Linked DNA regions of Zea mays: all the other regions are linked to region 2. A link is a contact called in public Hi-C data. All regions are on one chromosome and are shown on one strand. Each heading gives the region's core, a stretch centred on a gene start, on an enhancer-like site or on the middle of the called end of the contact. The rest is flanking DNA. Distances are from core to core; before and after follow the strand shown. Region 1 has its middle 26 kb from the start of LOC103629169. Region 2 holds the start of LOC103629174 (trihelix transcription factor GT-3b). Region 3 holds the start of LOC100277145.

Region 1 (4,381 bases), core at 240-2,739, 320 kb before region 2:
CCGATAGATTCAGCAGCTCGAGATTGCACACCACCAGACGACGGGGGACGCGATGAGGCAGCGACGAGGAGGGTGGTGCGACGGGTGGCCGGGATGGAGAGCCGGAGAGGAGACGCCTATCAGGGGAGCAGAGGAAGGCGGGAGGAGATGGTAAAAAGGGGGATGCGCGAGGAAGGCCGGGGCGGTGCTCCAGCGAGGTGCGGGAGGAGGCGAGGGAGGATGGGCAGAGGTAGGCGGAGGAGGCGAGGGAGGCCGGGGCGGTTCTCCGGCGAGAGGGGCGGTGCTCCAGCGAGGTGCGGGAGGAGGCGAGGGAGGAGGGGCAGAGGAATTTAAATCACAAGCTAAGTGTAATAAGTATAGCTAGAATTTAAGCAAAATAGGTGTAATGATGTTAGATGAAAGTAGATGGATGTCTCTGTCTATATAACAAGAATTGTATATACTGAATTGGGTTCAAGTGATCCGGCCGATGATTAGATGCAGACTGCTCCTTCCTAGCATGCCCCGCCCAAACGACGGCCTAAGAAACTACCACAGGCCAATACGCACATAGATCCAACAAACTAGAAGCTGGACTATTGCAACTGCAAGCAAACGAACTCATACCGTGGTTCAAGAATAACAGCGGTGCTGGCTGTCCACGTCGCGGTGTGTGTGGAACGGCGGCGAGATAAAATCTCCGGCGGCGTCGGCGAATTCTGGGTGCGGCGGCTCCCTCCCTCTCTCTCTCTGCAATGGCGATGGCCCGCAAGGTCTCTGCGACGAAGGCTCTAGTAGATGGATCATGTCCTTTACAAAGGTTTACAATCACAATACAAGTTATCACGGGCCGATTGGTCATTTCATCTTTAAGTCGGTGCATTTGGAAATATACTCTGAAACCCTCTGATTAATAGCTTCGGCTTTGTGCCAGTCTTCCGAAGGTGTTTCTTCTTATGGAACCTTCGGCGACGAAATAGGCCCCAACAGTGCGCAACCAAACGGGCTTGCTAGCTACTAGTGAGCTACGCCACGCGCCTGCCGGGTGATGAAACGTTTAACGGAACGATGATGTATGTATGTCTGTCTGACCGACCTGACCTACACGCTATCGCGTTAGATTTTGCACTGCACGCGATGCGACGGACAACGGGACAAGCTAGCTAGCTATAGCGCGCACCGGCACCGGCATCTATAGCGACGGCGACGGCGACGGCGACGGTGGCGCGCGCGGGCCATCTTGCGGTGTGCAGCTGCGCCGGTGCGGGCGGACGGACTCGGCGCGCGGGCCGGCCGGCCGGGGAGCGCGTGGATCGGAGCCGCGCGTCGCCATCGCCCGCCAGGCCGCCACCACACCACCGTCGCACACCTGGACCGGCTCGGCGCAACGGACGGTGACCGCCGAGAGCGAAAAGCCGCTTTCTTCCCTTTCCCGTCGCGCCCAAGCCCAACCAGTGCAGCCACCCTCGCATGGCGGGTTTTTTTTGACCCTTTCGTCGTCGTTCGTTTCCGTTCCACCGCGCGCAACCCCGTGGAGGAGCGGAGCGGAGGCTTGTGCGCCACACCGTGACCCCCATCTTCTGGTTGCATCCAATGTACGGACTCCCTCCTGACCACACACACAGACACACAAAACAAAAAAAAAACAATTTTAATGTATCTCTTCGCCGAAACTAATTTCGATTTTCTGGATGGATGCCGGGGTTGCATTCTGTTTTCTTTTCCCTTTAGGCCCTGTTAGTTTTGTGTTAATCTATAGGAATTAAGGGAATCAAATCCCATATAAGTCAAAATCCTCTCCAATTCCTTCCAATCCCCCTTAATCTCTATAATTTTGGGATCAAACGAACATGTCCTAAAGCAAACCTGATCAACCTGAAGATATTTGATGGTAATTAAAAAAAGACGTTTTTTTAACAGATGAATTGGAAAACAGAGAAGCCGGTTCTAATCGCTTCTACTGTTTCTAAAGTATTTTTATCTCTAAGAATTGCAGCTATATAGCTGTCGAAACAACTGACTTTAATCCAAAACGAAAAAAACAATTGTGAACTACCAACCATTGGAGCACCATGCCATGTTTCCGGTCTGTCCGAGGAAGGGCGTGCGTTCCACACTCACAAGCAACAACAAAGATACGAGATACGAGGGAGGCCAGGCGGCATGGCATGGATGGGGTATGTATGATAAACGCCGCTTCGTTCAGGTTTCCAATGCTTGGAAGCAAGAAATAGGGTCTCCTTAGAGATGTCAATGAGGACCTAATATCTGCTAACCCGTGGAGAATTCTTCTATTAGGGTACGGATATGGGACAAAAATTGTCCTCATAGGTATAGATATGGGACAAAATCTCCACCCATTGAGTAAACGGGTATGAGTTTGGGAAGTAAAAATCCGAACCCGATTAACTATGAGTATTTCATACGTGTACACATGTCCTGTTTATATGAATAAGTTGAGGCCGAGCCGACCACTAAGTCCAACACGGCAGCGCACCAAACCCCAGGTCCTAGCCCAACAAAACAACTAGCAGACTAGCAAAAAACAAAACCCTAAAATAACCAGCCATACACTACACCGACTGCTAGGAGCTTAGGACGACGGTGACGACCATGGATTCTCAGGCACCAACGAACTCGGATGGTGACCAAGGAAGGTAAGGAGACTCTATTTCTCCATTTCTTCTATTGGTCACGAAGTACTGATTTCTTTTTGATGGATGGATGAATGGATCATAGTTCATGGATGAGTGCTTGCGGATGTGGTGATGTATGAAATCTAGATAGTTTGTACTAGTTGTTAGTACCTAGTTATCCCTTAATTGGGGATGAGGACCCATTGGAGACTCGAAAACCGAATGAGGATGGGTATGAGATGGATTTTGCACCCATGATGGGTATGAGGATGGGTATAGGGATGGATCAAATATGATAGAGATAAGTATGAGATGCTATAACCCGGTGGGGAATTTTCCATTGACATCTCTAGTCTACTCCAAGCTGTGGCCACTCCCACGGTACATTCTAGAAGAATTCGCAGGATCCTAGCCTGTCCAGAAGCTGAATTTTTCCCCATTCTTCTCCTCCAACCAAAGAAGAAGGAAAAAAAATGCACACATCAGTTAAAATCCCAGTCCCTTTTATTCCCTGCTGGACTCAATAGCTTGGCTCTGCCAATTACAGCGCTGTCAGCTGCCAAGACACGTTCATCAATAACTCTGATGTAGAAACTCTAATCTTCCTACACCACTTTACATACTCTGGTGTTGTTACACAGCAACAAACACAATCATATTGCCCTTTTGGTTGGCCATTATGCTGTTAAGCTGACAGGTGCAAAATAATGTCAGCTCTCTGAACTGGAGTAGGTTAACGAAGCGTATACCTCATGTTCGCTGACTGCAAACCGAGTAGCAGGTAGTAGCCTAGGTCTTCATCACAGAGCTAGCTGCCCCGTCGCCTTGATCAGTTCAGAGTCAGAGATGATTTGTGGACACCGACCCACCCCCACCGCCAGCTGATGGGATTATTACGCGCAGGCGCAGCGCTGCTCCGTTTCGATTGGGAACCGCGACCACTATCACGTCATACTTACCTTTCCGCGCATTCCGCAAGTCAAAAGAGACACCAGCAGTTATGTTGCGGGTACTGATAGCTACTACAACCATAATTTCTTTTTTTAAAAAGGCATAGTGATGAATTTAGTTGGAAATGGGCCATGGCTGGAGGAGTGGAGGATGGGCGTCTGGGCCGGACTGAAAATGCTTGAGCAGGCCTTGGCACTAGCAGACAGCACAGCAAAAGCCGTAGCCATGTGGTGTAGTCGTGGGTCTATAGAAGCCATGGCAAACCCTGGACCTTTTTTTCTTCAGTCAGGATGCGACCTTGCTTGGGCCTGTGTCCCATTGCCCAATTGCGTCCATGCTCGATTATTATTGCTCACGTTTACTTTTAGCATGCAATCGGAACCAGGATGGAAGTGGATATCGAATTATTAGGAGAAATTTAATGTTGTGCAATAGGTATGTTTGAATTCTTATGATGACCTTTTTCTAATGTTACCAACTACATGATCACAAATAATAACAAAATTTTACATAAATTGTTGTATGTATCCGGACTTCATATATATATCATTTGAGAATATATATGATAAATTTGAATCTAACCTTTTATGATTTTTTTTAAAATTTCAATGCTAAAAACAATTATGAATTAGATTCTACGTCATATTTATAAGCAATCAAGTCTTTGTTTTCATCCATACTTGAAACAAATATCTAAGAGCTTTTGAGAACATCTTCTAATGTTTTTTGTTATTTTTTTTAAAATACATCTCCAATAATTCTCAATCTGACATTCCGTGAACAGTTTGCATCAAAGATGTCAATGGAATAGTAAA
Region 2 (4,707 bases), core at 550-3,049:
CCTAACAAGCATATATATATGCCATGTATACACATCACCTCATGCATGCATTCTAGCAGAGAAACCCTAATCAACAAAGATCATGGGGGTGATGCATGGACATGGATGGATTGATCGATCACTGCACCGGTGGTCGATGTCCATCTAAATATGTAAAGTAGAGTAGCTATCCGGCCGACGATGCGCACGCTTCGCGGTGAAACATCGTTTTTTTTTCCTTCTCCTGAGCAAGAATCCAACAAACAAGTAGTGCCACGCATCAGAAGAAGATTTATATGATCGATCGACTAGCTAGTGCTAGCTAGCAGTAGATCGATCGATCGATCGATCGACGCATGGAGGCTTATGCATGATGGAGGTAGCTAGCTTTGGTGAAGTTGTGCACTACGGATGATGAGCGAGTAGGAGTAGGGCGTGCGTGGGTTGTTTGGTCCGTACCGGTGGGCGGGGGGTCGAAGGATTCGCCGATTCGGATGGACGAGCTGGTCGCGTGGCGCGCGCGCGCGAGGGAGACCATCGATCGATGGATGATGCATCATGCATGCCGATCGACGCAGCACGACACGTCAGCAGTCGGCGCCGCCGAGCTTGGCGAGCAGCGCGGCGACGAGCTGGTGGCGGCGCTCCTCGCGCTCCTCTGCGCGCGCGCGCAGGGCGTCCTCGCGCTCCCGCCAGCGGCGCACGAGCGCGAGGCGCTCCTCGCCCAGCGCGACCATGGCGGCGCGCCACTCCTCCTCGCGCGCCCGGCGCTCGGCCTCGCGCGCCTCGGCGGCCTCCGCCCAGCGCTCCTCCATCTCGGCCTGCCGGCGCATGAACTCCCGCAGCATGGCCTCCACCTCGCCCTGCCCCGCCGCGGCCCTAGCGGCGGCGGCGCGCGCCTGCTTCCGCCTGCGCTTCTTCGCGCCGGCCCTGCCGCCCGCGTCCGCCGCAGCAGGCAGGCCCCCGCCGGCCTCCTCGTCGCCCGCCGCGGCCTCTTCGTCCTCGTCCTCTTCGTCGTCGTCAACATCGGCGGCGTCGTCCCCCTCGCCGGCGCCTTCGTCGTCCAGCGCCGCCGCCGCCGCCGTGCGGACGCCCTTGCCCTTGGCCCTCTTCCTCTCCAATGCCTGCGCGCGCTCGGCCCTGGCGTCGAATATCCGCCGCACCTCGTCGTGGAACGGGAACTGCGGCCTCGGCTGCTGCTGCTGCGCGGAGGCCGGGTCGGCCGCGGCGGCGGCGGCGGCGGCCTCGGTGCCCTTGAACCTGGTGACGAGGTTCTTCCACTTGGACTTGCACTGGTCCGGGGTGCGCGCGAAGCCCTGCGCGTGGAGGCGCGCGGAGACGGCCTCCCAGAGCGCCTTGTTGCGCTTGGTGGTGAGGAAGGAGTGATCGAGGTCGGCGCGCACGGCGAGGAAGGCGGCCGTCTCGGCGTGGGACCACTGCGGGAGGCGCTCCCGCTCGAGGCTCGCGCTGGAGGCGGCGGAGACGGAGGGCAGCTGCGGGGGCGGGGGCGGCAGGGGAAAGTGCGGCGGCGACGGGGAGAGGAGCGGGTGGTAGGGATTGGAGAAGGAGCTGTTGAGGTGGTGGAAGGGATCCATGGCGGAGGCGCGCGGTGGGGATGGTTGGATTTGGACGCGGGGGGAGGGAGACGGAGGACGGCGGCAAAAGTGGAGCGGAGGGATGATGTGATCGAGGCCAAGGGCGGCGTGCGGGCGGTCAGGTCAGTGGTGGGAATTGGGATGGAAATGGAAGTCAAGAGCAGGAGAGGAGAGGAGAGACAGCCGGGTTGGCCTTGGCCTTGCCGCACACGGGACCAAGACCAGTAGACCACCACCAAGAGAAGGCAGAGAAAGAGAGGTGTTGTTGGACGCCTGCTGCTGGGGTGCTGGGTTTCAACGCGGAAACGGCTTGCTTTCATATTGCTTTTTCTTCGCAAGATCTGGATCCTATGCGCCGCTCGCCCTGCCTTCATTCATGCTTCACGCCACACCAATAATCAGTCCCCACGTAATCCTGCGCATTCTACCCAGTCCTAACCTAAGACACTATTTATAGTCATTTCCTCTCCAGTACAAAAATTAATATTATTAAACTAAATTTAATACTCTTCTTCTTTGGGATATCGTGTTGAAACAAAGTCTTATGCAAAACACATCTTTCTTCGTTTATTGTTTGCCACATCATATTTTAGGCTATGTGGCAGCTAAATTAATGCTATAGAAACTGGATGACGTGAAGGGTTGGAACTGCTCTAAGGGCTCTTTTGGAACAAAGAGAAACTTCTTGAATCCTACATTTATCTTGTGTTTTTGAACTAATTCCTGTAAAATTTCTATACCATTCCTATGAAATTCCCGCGTTCCAAATATCGAGTGGATATCTCACTTTGATCAACGTTTTAAGTCCCTCTTTGGCAGGGCTTAAGCTCCTCTAAAAACATCTCTAGCTCTAGCTCCGCTCGTTCATATTGGCTTCTCCGGAGGAGCAAGAGCCATTTTGCAATTCATTTGGCAAAACAACTTCTCCCGTGTGTTCTTTAGAATGGTGTACGAGGAAAATGTCCATAGTGTCCATGTCTCATTTTTTGGTTGTACATGTATAAGAGGCATAGTTGTATTATGTACGAATATTAGAACATCAAACATGGTCATATTGTACATAAGATTGTGTCATACTTTTCAAATTTATACATCCATATAGGCAATTTCATACATCATGTTCAAGAAGACCTAAAAAGAAAGATTGTTTTTGCAATGCCATCATGAAATCTATCCATGGAGCGATCGTTGGAGTACAGACATTATATGTCGGATGCATTTCTATATCTAGATGGAATGGTTGGCACGCATTTGGGGTTGTGATTGAAAGGGAAATGGACTTAATCATTTCCTATAATCGATTTTGGTGATTGACGACCAACACAAACCACGTGGACTAACTAGTTTGTCTAGATGTCATTTATCTCAGGTGCATAGGGTTCAACACAAACCAAGAAAGAAATTCAGTTAGGGACTCAATCAAAAATTGGAGCAAGACTGAGAGTGTGCTGCCAAGTGGCGCACCAGACACTGTCTGGTGTGCACCGACACATGTAGCCAGCGAACCAGCCACTCTCGGGTTTCTTCTGGGCACGCTCCACTAAAATTCACCGGACTGTCCGGTGAGCCAGCGGAGCAACGCCCCCCCTGCGCGCCAATGGTCGACTGCTCAGATGAACAGTGGTGAATAGTGGCGCACAGAAGTCAAAGGTCACAGGACTGTCCGGTGCAGCAAAAAGACAAAACACTCCAACGGTCAACAGCTCCAAACCCTAACGGACGCGCTAACGTGGCGCGCACCGGACAATAAACAGTGACTGTCCGGTGCACCACCGGACTATTCGGTGCGCCACCAGACTATCCGTTGCGCCCATCGACAGCAAAGTCAGCCAACGGCTAGGAAGTGGTTGGGGCTATAAATACCCCCAATCACCTCATTCAAAGAAATCCAAGTGTTCTGAATTCAACATTCGATACAAGAGCAAAAGACTTCACTCCAAGACACATTCAATAGATCAAAATCCTCTCCATGTCCCAAAATCAACTCCACCACTTAGTGACTTGAGAGAGAGTTTTTGTGTTCATTTGCGCTCTCATTGCTTGGATTGCCTTCTTCCTTTATCATTCCAATTCTTAAGTGCTTTGTAAAGCTAAGCAAGAGACACCAAGTGTGTGGTGGTCCTTGCGAGGTCTTAGTGACCCATGTGATTAAGAGAAGGCTCACTCGGTCTAAGTGACCATTTGAGAGAGGGAAAGGGTTGAAATAGACCCGACCTTTGTGGCCTCCTCAACAGGGACTAGGTTCTTTGGAACCGAACCTCGGTAAAACAAATCACCGTGTTTACTTGTGTTGATTTCCATTTGATTTGTTTTTCCTATTTCCCCTCTCTAATGTTTCCTTGCTAGTATTGATTTGAGTTTGTTCCCAAATGTCATCCGCATCATTTGAGCAACTCGTGGCAATTGAAACAATCTTTCACCTCGGATTTAATTCTAACTCTAACCCCCGGCCTAAGTGTGTGTTTAAGTTTATAAATTTCAGGTTTCGCCTATTCACCCCCCTCTAGGCGACTTTCAATTGGTATCAGAGCCAGTGCTTAATTAAGAGTCTAACAAACTCGAAGTGATGTCTGGAGATCACACCAAGAGGGAGATCGTGACCGGCGACAAGCCCGCGGGCTCGGGGAAGACTCTCTCAAGGGAGTTCGGCAACAAGTATAAGGAGGAATCCTCTTCCTCCATCAAGTCACATAGAAGGGGTGACAAGAAGAAAAAGAAGATGAAGAAGGTGGTCTACTACGAGACCAATTCTTCAACACCCTCTACCTTCGGCACCGAGTCATCCACTACTTCTATGTGCCATGAGCGCAAGAAGTATAATAAGATGCCACTACGCTATCCCCGTATTTCCAAGCGCGCTCCTCTACTTTTCGTTCCCTTAGGCAAACCACCATATTTTGATGGTGAAGATTATTGTATGTGGAGTGATAAAATGAGGCATCATCTAACCTCACTCCACGAAAGCATATGGGATATTGTTGAATTTGGAGCGCAGGCACCACAGGTGGGGGACGAGGACTATGACTCGGACGAGGCTGCCCAAATTAGGCACTTTAACTCCCAAGCAACTTCTATACTCCTCGCCTCTTTATGTCGAGAGGAGTATAATAAGGTGCTAGGATTAAAGAACGCC
Region 3 (4,471 bases), core at 1,931-4,430, 440 kb before region 2:
CCTGTCGTTCGGTGTGTACTCCTGTGTATATGGAGTTTGCCAGAAATCGTTGAGGATTAACCATATTGGTTTGAATGCTTCTACCTGATGTAGATGTGGATATACCCGGGATTAATATCATATCCACATTTGACTTATTGGCATTTGATCTATTCTGCGGGGACGCCTGCGGATATGATCCATCGGCCTTAGTCAAAGTATATGTTCTGATTGCAGATTCACGTGGTCTGTGATAACTCTCCTCTGATTAATTCACCCTGATGGTGATTTGCCTCATGAAGAGGTTCATCTTGATGATGAAATTCCTAGCAATGCGCGCAATATCATTGTGCTAGGAATACGGAACAATGAATCTTTTGTTTTTGGGAAATGACGAAGATCATTATTAAATGTGGGAGACAAATGTGTCGACACCTATCTTACCTCTCTAGATTGCAAAGGGATCCAAAACAAAGTCCTAGGCATGAGTGCTTGCAGCTCTCTTATCGGGTCATTGATAAATACAATCGAGGCTGAACCAATAATCGCAAAATGAAAGTCACGAGCTTGAAGTTCGGACATTTATGGGCACTATTGAAATAATATGTGGTGAATGCGATGGTTCAAGTGGTCTTGTAAGAGACCCATCCCACAGGTGTGTTGAATAAACACTGTTCCACTATGTAATATATCTGGCAAATAACATGAATTAAAATATGCAGTTAATAGAATTCTGAAGATCCGTCATGAGATCCTAGGAGGACTCATATCTTTGAATTATAAATATGCAATATATAAATCTCATACCGAATAATACATTCCTGATGAATGATCACTCTCCTATGTAGGGAGAATATCTCCTAGTTGAGACTATCGTTCCCAGATGGAACCTATCTAGAAGAAACAAAGTCTGTGTTGAACACCAAAGTTTGATAGTCCCTATAAAGGGATAAAGACCAATACAGACCCGAAAAGGAATAAGATGAGGTATTAAAGGACTTGAAGTTCACCGAATAAGCACATGTGCATTCCATGAGTTTTACTCATGGTAATTTCTACTAGATGTGGAATTACGGTATCCTCTAAAGCCCTAATGGCAGAAACTTATAAGGTTTAGGTGTTACTGGCAAAATATCCCCATTGTGCCAGAATGACAGACTATAACGATATATCTGATTGATGAAAAATCTCTGATGGATTACGATCTTTCATGTACTTTTGTTACACCATCATAGAAGTTGTAATGAATGAACGCCTGGAGCGATGAGTCATATCTAGAATATGTACTATTACAACTATAATATCTCCTAAGTCCTATGGAAGGACAAGTTATTTGCTTTGCACAACTATGTATACATTGTGGTATATGATAGAATGAAAGGTGTATCTCCCTAGCCTCATCCACCCTCATTATTCCAGATGAACAATGAGACATATATCTTGAAGAATATGCTTGAGTTATGAGGTATAATGACTTTGACAGATGTCATCGTCAGGGGAGCGAATGCTATTGATCACAATCATGAGACAATAAATGTCATATTCTATGCTCTGAAGGCGTCAACTTGATGATCAATATGTGAACTTTTATGAAAGTTTATATTAAATATATAGATCCAGTCGATCGAACACCATCATTCAAAGTGGCTTATTTATGTCGATACGTGCACTTACCTCGTATATCCTAGAAGTGAGTAGAGGTAAAGTTCCTGAAATAGTCCTTGCAAGGATATGGAATCCTTTTGCTAAATCTTTATGTGCATATACTTCCAGAAGAAGATGTTTTGGCTTATTGATACAGTTTTGCAAGGATAAGGGAGAGCACATTTCTAAAGTTAGCCCTTGTAGAAGATTCGATAGAATCTAGATCCCAGAGGATCGAAATCTGTCCCGATGACAGCTGTTGTACTCTTTTTCCCTTGGTGAGTTTTCTTGAAGTTTCTCACATGAGGTTTTTAACGAGGCAACAAAGTGCAAATGCAATTTGTATCACCATGCACTCTTTCTCCATATTTTTCCCACTGGGTTTTTCGGAGTTTTAACGAGGCATGTGTTGGTCGCGGTATTCGCCCAAGGGGGAGTGTTAAGTAACCCTAGATAGGGTTATGTGGGCAAATACCTGCTTTGCCCCTGAGGGGTTTCACATCTCTATATAAGAAACATGTACACCTCCTCATAATAGAGAGATCAGAAAGAGGCCAGAGGCCCAACCCTATATCCAGTGTCTCGTGTGTTTCCTCTGTCGAGTTTATGGGAAGGGAGACGAGTTCTCTACATCTTCTTGCGCCTCTACTGCTGACGGGAGAAAAGTGAGCGGATCTGGTGATGTATGGTAACGTAGTTACCAACACTGTAGTTCCTCGTGTAGCCGTGACCGTGTGAAGCGGGGAGGGCCGGAGGGAGACCGATCCGGCCGAGCAGCAGTGGCCAGTAAGCAGAGCAGGCTGCCACTGCGACTGCGACTCTGGCATTGGCAGAGGCCCCAGAGAGAAGAGCCGAGACCTGTCCTGTCCAGGAGGCAGCGGCAGGGTCAGGTGCAGTGCAACAGGCTCAGCCATGCAGACGCCAGACGCAGAAGCTGACTGCTGACCTGACCTGACATGGCGCCTGGCTTGGGTCGTCCATGGACCCCCGGAGGCCCGGACCACGACCCTCGCCCCGGTTTGGGTTTGAAACCAATACTACTGCTGCTGCTCATGGGCCCGACCCGAAGCGCCGGCGAAGAAGTCTCGTGTGGGGTAGATGGATCGGGGTGGCAGGCTCAGGCCCACCAGTACAAGGCTTGCCCGCCTTTTCCTCAAACCCGTAACAGGCCGCAGCAGGACGGTAACCTCGGCGCGTTTTCAAACGGAGTGCCCGCCCACGAAAGCAGCACGGCACGGTGCTCCTCCTTTCCGCTGTCCTCCTCCTCGAAGGCTCGAACGCTTTTTTTTTGTCTCCTCCTCCGCCCGTTGCAAAAGGTAAGCCCGACCAAAATTTTTCTTTAACTAAAGATGGCTTATTTTTGCCCTCCGAATAATTTAGGTTATAGGAAAACAAAAATAAAAATACGGTGATCGTTAAGGTCCCATTCCATTCCGTTCCGTTCCATCTCGCAGTGCAGCGTCTTCCTTCAATGCTTCCTCTGTTTCCCTTCCCTCCGCCCCCGGTTCAAAGAGGCCACAGGCCAGCACACCTTCTTGAGGGACCCTTCTCGGTCGTTTCTGCCCATTCCACTCCACTCCACTCTCCCGTGCCGAGCACCTTCTTGAGGGGACCCTTCACGAGCAGCCCGCGCGCATGGCGTCGTCCTCCGCGTTCGCGCTCGACTTCCTGCGGCGCCTCCTCTGCGCGCGCAGCGCCGGCGACCGTCCAGACGCCGCCGCACGCCACACGTGCGCGCCGGAGACGGACGACGAGCCCACGAGGAGCCCCTGCATTGTGGCCAGGCTCATGGGCCTGGACGCGATGCCGCCGGAGGCTTCGCACGCCCAGCCCCCGCGGACGCCGCTGCTGCGGCGCAGCCGCTCCGCGGAGGGCTCGCCGCGTCAGTGCGAGTGGGACCGGGACAACACGCAGCCGCCGCTGGCGGTCCGGGCGTCCGCGTCGCTGCGGGAGAGGCCGGCGTACCTGCGGCAGGAGAGCGACGAGTTCCTGCTCCTCAGCTTCAGCCCCGATGACCCGGACCCGGACCCGGACCGGGAGCGCGACGTCCGGGAGGAGCTCGAGTTCCTGCTCGCCGCCACGGCGGCCACGAGGCGCGGCGGGCGGGCGAGGTCGGGCGCGCCGGGGGGTAAGCGGGGGCGGAACGGGCGCCGCCGCAGGCTGCGGTTCGCCGGCGACGACGAGGCGGAGTCGCTGTCCCCGGCCTGCGCCGGCCTCCGCAGGTGGGCGGACTGCGACGCGCACTACTCCAGCCCCGTGTCTGTGCTGGAGGCGCACGACGAGTCGTCCACCACCACCACCACATCGTCTTCCTTGGATGAGGTGGAGCACGCGGAGCCCTGCTCCGCTGCCTCAGGTTCGTCCTGCTCGCTTCGGCGCTTCCTAAATTCAACTGAGTTGATGCGCATCACTGCCTGCTAGGCGCCTTCATCTTTTTGCGCGAGACGAGATTGCTAGCAAGAAAACTGGAGTGCTAAGCTTTGGTGGACAGTCTGTAGAATCTACTGTCAAAGTTCTCTATCTTTCCGAGTACATGTCCGTCGTCGAGCTAAAAAAAAGCTGATCAGAACTTCACATGAGAATTGCGGTCCATCCGCAACAATCTGTCAAGTTTGTAGTATCAAAGTTTGTTCTGAGAGGGAAAAAAACCCACATCATGTCAGAATAGCAGCCCATATCCAACAATCTGCCAGAAATGTTACATTTTTAGATTTACGTCTTCTAAATATGGATCACTTATTCACTTCTTCTAGATATTGATCTCTAATCAGGCCACGTCTCCAAGGCGGTGCGATCCAAGTTTCCCTAACCTCATTTTCATGTCGCTTCATGCTGTGCCCTGAATGCT

What was found. Hi-C and Micro-C count contacts between places; a contact is called where the count stands out from the background.
Region 1: a contact with region 2 is called in a Hi-C map of ear, with 4 times the contacts expected there. The contact joins the enhancer-like site here to the promoter of LOC103629174 in region 2. A contact is called at or near these places in 2 of 25 Hi-C or Micro-C datasets (bundle sheath and ear).
Region 3: a contact with region 2 is called in a Hi-C map of endosperm, with 2.5 times the contacts expected there. The contact joins the promoter of LOC100277145 here to the promoter of LOC103629174 in region 2. A contact is called at or near these places in 2 of 25 Hi-C or Micro-C datasets (bundle sheath and endosperm).

The regions. Positions count from the first base shown.
Region 1 is chr6:33,143,937-33,148,317 of Zm-B73-REFERENCE-NAM-5.0, forward strand. No RefSeq gene overlaps it. Among protein-coding and RNA genes, the nearest start is that of LOC103629169, 26 kb to the left of the region's middle. Within about 2 kb of position 1,490, at least 18 of the 20 cell types and tissues checked have an H3K27ac peak or open chromatin away from gene starts, as enhancers often do. A contact at or near this core is called in bundle sheath and ear, where this site is marked.
Region 2 is chr6:33,468,121-33,472,827 of Zm-B73-REFERENCE-NAM-5.0, forward strand. LOC103629174 (trihelix transcription factor GT-3b) reads right to left here and starts at 1,800. Exons shown (of 2, transcript XM_023300439.2): 1 at 439-1,800. The coding sequence starts at 1,574. The coding sequence ends at 567.
Region 3 is chr6:33,029,551-33,034,021 of Zm-B73-REFERENCE-NAM-5.0, forward strand. LOC100277145 reads left to right here and starts at 3,181. Exons shown (of 2, transcript NM_001150796.1): 1 at 3,181-3,979. The coding sequence starts at 3,259.